2 separate regions of the Mus musculus genome follow, and region 2 is linked to region 1. Evidence: chromatin contacts called from public Micro-C data. All regions are on one chromosome and are shown on one strand. The core of a region is the stretch at or near the end of the contact, and the rest is flanking DNA. Distances in the headings are between cores, read along the strand shown.

Region 1 (3,998 bases), core at 365-2,864:
GCACAGCTGAAGCAAAGCCTAGGGCTGACCTTTGACCTTGTGCTTCCTGCTCCAATGTCCTGCTCTGGCTACTAACTCCCCTTTCCTCCTTGTATTTCCTTCTACCCATATGGACCAGGCAGAGGTGCTCTTGACAGACATAAACAAGGTCATGTGTACAGGGGCCAATTCAGAGTTCCTCCTCACTCTAGCTTTGCTTAAGGGTGTAGAGGTCATAGAGCCGCCATGCTATCAAGTAAGTGTAGGAGCCACTGTTAGTCACCACCAGCAACGCTTCCTATATTCATTCAGCTCACAGAAGTCCTATTTAGGAGCCTAGCAGCCAGCCCTCCCTCCCATCCCCCGCTTACCTTCTGCCCCGATGGACACCAGCTTGACTCCCTTGCTGGCGATGAAGTCCAGGGCTTTGTTTACATTGTTGATCTTGTGCACTCGCATCTTCCCCCGCTCTGGCTTAGGCAAACGCTCCCCTGAGAAGACAGGTGGTGAGGGGGATCTTCACAGTCACTCAAACCACTCCCAGCCCTACCACACAGGCTGAAACTGTCAAGCTTCCCAGTGGCAAAGGGGCAGCACCAGTGCCTGCTAGAGCAGGGTATAGTATGGGTTGCACAGTGCTACCTGAGCCTTACCTGAAATGACCTCCAACAGAAGCATAAGTTTGAGCCCATCCCTGAAGTCCTCATCGATATTCTCGATCTGAGTGCCAGCCTTCCGAAGATGAGAGTTGCACCAGGCTGTGAAGGTCTAAGGAAGAGGAACAGAGAAGGGATAGAGGTAAGCCAGCATCAGGGCTTTACACCAAGCAGTACTGACCCTCTATATACATCATGCCTTAAGACAGGTTCTCACGTAGCCCCGGCTGGATTCAAGGATGGCCTCCTAGTCTTTTGGCCTCCACTTCTCCAAATGCTGAGATTATGTAAGCATGGGACCACATTCAGCTACATACAATTTTTTTCCTGATCTTAAAAGTGATCTAGGCAGGCTGTTAAAGAGGCATTCATTCCCAGGCAGACACCGGTCCAAGAGTTAACAGGCTTTCTTTACGTAGCCTCAGCTGTGACCTTCCTACTACTGGACACATATGACCTGGGGCAAGAAAACTAGTGGGTGAGCAAAGTATTCTACAAACCAAGCCTCCCTGGAGCTGAGGTAACCCAGCAGCTAAGCCCTCTGCTGTAAGCCCCAATTCTGACCCATAGTTTGCAGCCTCACAGGTCAAACACCTTGGCCTCCCTACATAGTGCATTCTTCCAAATGTTGGAAACTGGATGTGCCTTAGGGGTGGCTGAAAGGTAAGACGTATCTGGGAAGTTTCTGAAGCTCAGGTAGATGCTCTGGAAGAGAGCTACAAAGTAAGAAGCTGCCGTCCCAGAGCCCAGCATACTGCAAATGGTGGCAGAACACCCAAGTGCAGGGCCACTCAGTGCCTGCAAGCTGAAGCCTGTTATCTCTGCCACAGAAGCGGCTCAGATCAGTTAATACAAACAAGCCCAGACATCTTCTGGGGAAACTGGCCCTCTCCCTCCCACGGCAGGATCTGGGAAAACCCAAGCCTTTGCTCTCCTAGGAGCCCCCAGAACAGAAATGGGCAGCCCGCCAGGAACATGCAAGAGCACATTCCATGCCTGGGGTGTAAGCAAAGGCCACACGGGGTGCCAAGGGCTTCCATGGAGCCTCTGGCCAAGCATCATGTGTTTTGACAACTGCCGGCAGGCCTGCTCATTCAGAGACTCAGCAGAAGGCGCCTTCCAGACAAAGACACTGTCTAATAATACACCAACCTACAGCGAGGACTCAGCAAATGAGGGCAGCTGGAGTAGCCAGACCCAACCACTCACCCATGCTGCTATGCAAAGTGCTATGACTGGGAGACAGAGACCCCTCCTGGTTGCACTCTGGTGTTTCTCACCTACCCATGCCTCTGCCTACTTTGTAGCCTTGCAATGGAACCATCACTTACCCATCACTCAAAATGCAACCCATGTGGGTGTGGTGGTACATGCTTATAACTCCAGCACTCAGGAGGCAGACACAGGAGGATCATAGTTTGAGGCTAACCTGAGCTAACATACCAAGAATCTGTCTCATAACAACTAAAACTAAAACACGGTATAGCTCCTCCTAAAGACTGACCCACCACTCTGCACAGTCTGGTTCTGACCCAGTGTCAGCTACTGATCGCTGACAATGATCTCTTCTGTCACCCACATCTGTGTGCTCCTTCAGGGGAGGGACCCCAAAGCAGGCTCTCACTTACCTGTTTGCCAATCCCCTCCTCCTCCAGCCCCAATTCTCCTTCTTTCACCTGACAGGTCTGAATTCAGACAAACCAAGTCTAGACTTGGCTATAATTCTGAGACAAATTTTCTAACCTTTCCTAACATCCATTTTCTCTTACCTAACACAGCAATGAAGATGCCACTGGGGCTGTGAACATTATAAAGACCTGTGTGTGTGCTAAGGCAGTAGTGCTCAATGTCTCCTCTGCCCCTAACTTCAGGAATCCTGTCAACTGCTTCAAGTGGTTGGTTACTCTGAGCTCTGTCCACCCTAGACTGCAGGTACAGACCATGGCTCACATCATGCAGCAGTCTCCATCCATGTCTATTTTTTCTTTTCTTTTGGGGGTTGGGGGAGTAAGAGAGGCTAGCCTCCCTCTCACTATGTGGCTTTGAACTTTTTAATTTTGAAACCTAGAAGAGGGCATCGAATTCTCTGAAACTAGAATTTATACACAGCTGTGAACTGCCATGTGGGTGCTGGGGGTTGAACACAGGCCTTCTGGGGGTGCTCTTTACCACTAAGCCATCTCCACTGCGTTGGCTTTGAACTCTCAATCTTCTTGCCTCCCCCTCCCAAGCACTAGGATGACAAGTGTGAACTACCATGCCTTTTTTAATTGTTGTACGGATTCTAGCAGACACACACCCCACTCTCCTGCCATGTGTGATCCTTCTTGTTGTCCAAAATACAGTGGGCAGGTACTGTACTCAGAGATAAGCTGGGGCATGATTCAGTGGTGGTGTGCGTGCCTACTGCACAAAGCCCTTGGGTCTTATCCACAGCACTGCTAATCTCAAGAGCAAAGCTCAAGGGGAATACGGCCCAGGGTGCAGAAGGAGACAAGGCTGAGCAGGCCATCTCTGCTCTTCATGTGTGTTAAAGATGCTGATGGACCACAAGGTGACCAAGTCACACCTGATAGCCTGAGCTTGTAGGAAGGCAATTCCTGGAGGGTGAGCTTCCTGGTACTCGGATGTCACTCAGAGTCCAGGGCACGTGTCTGAAGGGTGTCTTTGCCTACATGTGTTGTTCTAGCACACGGCGGGAAGGGAACAGATGAGGGTCTCCATGCCAGCTACTTGGGTAATTTGTTCTGTTTCCAACTGACTTTCCCCATTGAGCTTGTCTCTTGTCCTGTAAAATGGATTGATCAGAGTCCACCTCCTGTAGTTGCTTTAAGTTTTAATTGTGGAGAAAGGCAGTTAAGCATCTGTCACAGGCCGGGCAGATAGTGCCAGATGAATCATACACACTAATGGCTCCTTCCTACCAATCCTCAGGAAGGGCAGGATGCCCTCTTTGTGCACAGGCCCTTGGCCGACTCCTGCAGTGCAGAGGGGAAATGAGACTGTAAGAATGTCTGTGTAGATATCCCGTTCGTCCCCACACGAGATGAGGGAGATGATGACTAGACCCTACTGCTCAGGGGCAGCCACCTGTCCTCACAGGGGCTGCCATACTGCTTGCCCTTGAAACACACCTTCCACCTTCACTCATGTCCTCTGGGAAGTAAAAGTCTTGCCTCTGCCACTGACTGAGGCAAACTGCCATAACCTTGGGCAGAAAGCTGAATGGTGACCGAAATCTCTCCTAAGATGAGGATTAAACAGAGTGATGTAAGTCAGTCCTTCTACATGGGGCCTGCCTGGCACATGAGGCTCAAGGTCATGCACACGCCAAAGCTACACGGGGCCTGCCTGGCACATGAG
Region 2 (3,923 bases), core at 5-2,504, 120 kb after region 1:
GTCTTAGATGTCACAGTTGAGGGGGTGAGTTATAATTCTTTCAGAGCTCATGGGGCTAACTCATGGCTCTAGGAATGAATACATCAGTGGGTCTGGCCAACCTTTCTTCCCTAGGGCTGAGACCACTGGCAAGCACATGACCCAAGATAGCAGTTAGAGAATCTTGGATCTTTTATTTAAAACTTTTAGGAAAGACCTGTTTCACACAGCCTGGAGCTGCTAGTGTGGTGAAGAGAAGCCTAGCACCATTTTTTCTCAGGCCCTAACTAAATGATTCTAGGCAGGTGTTCTACGACTGAGTCACACTTCCAGCTCCTTGTATTGAATATCCCTTATCACGTGTGTCTGGAGTACGGCTGATGAATTATCATAATACTTGAAAGTGTGTTTCCACCAATATTTAAAGTTTACAGCAACATCACACGGCCAACTGTACTGAGAAACTGAAAAATTTCAGTTCAATTCCTTTCATAGTCAGATGGCACTCTGGACAAATTAGGAGGTCTCTGCTTTCTTAAGACACTGCTTTGTGGGAAATTATATGGAATACTTGTCTGCCACCTGCCGGACAGTTATTGTACTGCACCAATATATTTGCAATGGTTAGGTTGTGTCTAGCGCCACGTGGTTGCCCGCGGAGCACAAACTCGCATAACTGTACATGGAAGCTTTGACTAAGGCGACCAAGCAGAAGCACAAAATGGATGAGGTGTGCGCGAGGCATTCACGAAGCTGTAGAGGAGCAAGGCAAGTATTCTGGGAGCAGGATCCTTACATCATGGGTACTTGGCACGGGAGTCTTCTGCCGCAGGCAGGGTAAAAGAAGGAACGCTTCAGCCCCAGGTCCTAACCTAGCAACATAGTCCCATCCTATTCCCCAGAGCTGGAAGAATCTGGGATGACCTCATTAGAAGGAAAATGGTATGAACCTGTCCTAGAAGAGTTCTGGACGGGAGGGATGGGCTCCAAAGTCAAACCGGTGGAAGTATAGGTGGGAAATGAGCAGTTTAGTGGGAAAGAGGAAAAAGCATGCAGACGACCAATTCAGAAGGGGTTTGGGCCATAGGGAGCGAACCTGTCTGGAGCATGCGCAGAGCACTAGGGGACCGACCAGTGGGACAGGGGCCGATCAGGGGATTCTAGGGGATGGCTGGAGGGAAAGAGCTGTTCTCAGACGAACTCAAACCTGAGCCAGCTTCATCATCATGTGCGCGAACACGTGCAGGAAGCCCACCACGGCATCCCAGAGGCGACTGTGCGCCAGACTCTGCTGGTTTCCGGTGCAGGGTCCCTGGGGAACAAAGGGTGGCCTGAAGCCTCAGCAGGAGCGCTGGATGCCGGCAGCTCCGCCTCCGCAGGTCCCCGAGTGCGGACCCTACCTGGATGTACTCGGTGAGGCTGTTGAACACTTGTTTAGCTACCGACATGGCTTTGGAGAAGTTTCTCTTTCCCTGTTCCTCGATGACATCCTTGCCCGAGTAATACCAGTAGAAGTCACTGATGGATTCCTGTGGGTCCGGGAGGGCATGAAGGATGCTGGAGCCATGCGAGGTCCCTCGGGCCCCTGGCTCAGGTCCCATGGGGCTGGGCCACCCTTCCTCACCTGCAGCCGCAGGAGGTAGTCCACTGTGCAGATAATGATATTGATGGTGGTCGTGTTCCCAGTCTGTGTCCGTAGGTAGTTTTGGAAATCTGAGGAAATGAAACATGTATTCATTCAGTGAGCGCCTGTGTCTGGGGAGACAATGGTGTCTGCTCATTTAGGGTTAGGATCAGGGTTCATATTTCATGCCTACTGTGTGCCGGAAGTCATGAAATTACCTTTGGAAGTATGAAGTATGTGTGCCACACAGGGATGGAGGGTCACTTAGATATTTGACATTTATCTAAAGACACTGCGGAGGTTCTCCGTGCAGCAAATGCAGTGGGGATTCAGCCCCCCACTTCTCTTTCCTATTCTCTCTCTCTCTCTCTCTCTCTCTCTCTCTCTCTCTCTCTCTCTCCTCTCTCTCTTTCTTTGTAAATTTTAAAAGATTACTTTATGGGCCTGGAGAGATGACTCAGTGGTTAAGAGCATTGGCTGCTCCTGCACAGGTCCTGGGTTCAATTTCCAGCACCCATATAGTGGCTCACAACCATCTGTAACTCCAGTCCCCGGTGATCTGACGCCCTCTTCTGGTCTCCTCGAGAACTGCATGCACACAGGGCCCATACATACTCGATACCCATACACACGAAAAAAAATTTTTTTTTCATTTATTTAGGTATGGGTATGATAGTCCCTGTCATTAATTTCAGCACTAGGAAGACAGTCAGGTAGATCTTTGTGAGTCTGAAGCTAGCCTAGTGTATTGGGCAAGTTCCAGGCCATTCAAGGCTACAGTGAATCCTGTAAATTTTTTCATTTGTTTATTCCTGAGGTGAAGCAGGGGAGGGCTAATACATGCTGGATGCTAATAAGGCTAGAAGTCAGCTCTCTCCATCCACCAAGTGCGTCCTGAGAAGGAGTTCAGGTCACGAGACCTGGCATCAAGTCCTTTATCCACTGAGCTGTTTAACCAGCTTCTCTTTCTGTTTCTCTGAGACAGTCTGGAGAGTGCCTCAGGCTAGCCTTAAACCCTCTTACCTCAGACTCTCACCTACCAGAATTACAACTGTGCTACCCTCACACCCAGCTTCAATTGTTTTTATTTATATTAAATAATTAATTAGTTTAGTGTTTTTTTTCAAGACAGGGTTTTTCTGTATAGCCTTGAGTGTCCTGGAATTAGCGCTATAGACCAAACTGGCTTTGAATCCAGCGATCCATCTGCTGCTGCCTCCTGAGTGCTGGGATTAAAAGCATGTGTCACCATTCCCAGCTTCTAATTGCTTTTTAATTAAGTTTTCCTGAACAAATATTTAATAGATAGAGATAAAATCCTCCATTTCTTTGTCCTTGTTCTCTTCTTTTGTTTTGTTTTATTTTGCTTTGTCTTGCTCTTTGAGACAGGCTATCATGTAGCCCAGGCTAGCCTTGAATTTAGTATGTAGCTGAAGAGACTGGCAGATCCTTGGTTCAGCAGGTCTAAGTGGTAAAGGTGTGTATATATGGCAGGGGACACTTCTTGTTCAGTGAGAAATCCTGTTTCAAGACTATAAGGCAGAGAGTAACAACAGAAGACACTTGATGCATGACAGTCACACGCATCACAGTCACACGCATCACAGTCACACACATCACAGTCACACACATCACAGTCACACGCATCACAGTCACACACATCACAGTCACACACATCACAGTCACACGCATCACAGTCACACGCATCACAGTCACACGCATCACAGTCACACGCATCACAGTCACACAGATCACACAGTCACACAGATCACAGTCACACGCATCACAGTCACACGCATCACAGTCACACGCATCACAGTCACACGCATCACAGTCACACGCATCACAGTCACACGCATCACAGTCACACGCATCACAGTCACACGCATCACAGTCACACAGTCACACACATCACACAGTCATACACACATTACAGTCACACACATCACACAGTCATACACACATTACAGTCACACAGATCACACAGTCACACACATCACACAGTCATACACACATCACAGGCACACACACACAGATCACACAGTCACACACATTACACAATCAGACAGTCAGACACAAACACACATCACACAGTGTCATAGATACACAGAAACCTCTCACAGACACACACACAAAGGCAGGCAGACAGACAGACAGACAGACAGACAGACACACACACACACACACACTTTCCCTCTGGGTGGTTTGTGGCTTTCTATGTACTGTGAACATTGTAAACACCACCTTGTGGCACTCGCTTGTCATGGGAAACAGCTTGCAGGGAAGGTTGGTTAGGCTTTAGGCTGCTCTTGGTTTCTGG

Evidence for each region. Hi-C and Micro-C count contacts between places; a contact is called where the count stands out from the background.
Region 2: a contact with region 1 is called in a Micro-C map of palatal mesenchyme, with 4 times the contacts expected there. The contact joins two enhancer-like sites. A contact is called at or near these places in 2 of 15 datasets of contacts at CTCF or cohesin (CD8 T cells and the NIH/3T3 cell line), 50 of 484 Hi-C or Micro-C datasets (the 3T3-L1 cell line, B cells, the C10 cell line and 32 more), 8 of 115 datasets of contacts at active chromatin or transcription factors (bone marrow-derived dendritic cells, bone marrow-derived macrophages, double positive thymocytes and 5 more) and 4 of 9 other capture datasets (adipose tissue, embryonic stem cells, liver and 1 more).

What each region holds. Positions count from the first base shown.
Region 1 is chr7:28,918,322-28,922,319 of GRCm38.p6, forward strand. Actn4 (actinin alpha 4) reads right to left here. Exons shown (of 21, transcript NM_021895.3): 2 at 633-747; 3 at 351-470. Among named protein-coding and RNA genes, the nearest start is that of Gm38978, 7.1 kb to the right of the region's middle. Within about 2 kb of position 1,615, at least 134 of the 459 cell types and tissues checked have an H3K27ac peak or open chromatin away from gene starts, as enhancers often do. A contact at or near this core is called in cortical neurons, embryonic fibroblasts, granulosa cells and 3 more, where this site is marked.
Region 2 is chr7:29,039,202-29,043,124 of GRCm38.p6, forward strand. Ryr1 (ryanodine receptor 1, skeletal muscle) reads right to left here. Exons shown (of 106, transcript NM_009109.2): 85 at 1,604-1,692; 86 at 1,380-1,508; 87 at 1,187-1,291. Among named protein-coding and RNA genes, the nearest start is that of Gm38979, 12 kb to the left of the region's middle. Within about 2 kb of position 1,255, at least 117 of the 459 cell types and tissues checked have an H3K27ac peak or open chromatin away from gene starts, as enhancers often do. A contact at or near this core is called in cortical neurons, embryonic fibroblasts, granulosa cells and 3 more, where this site is marked.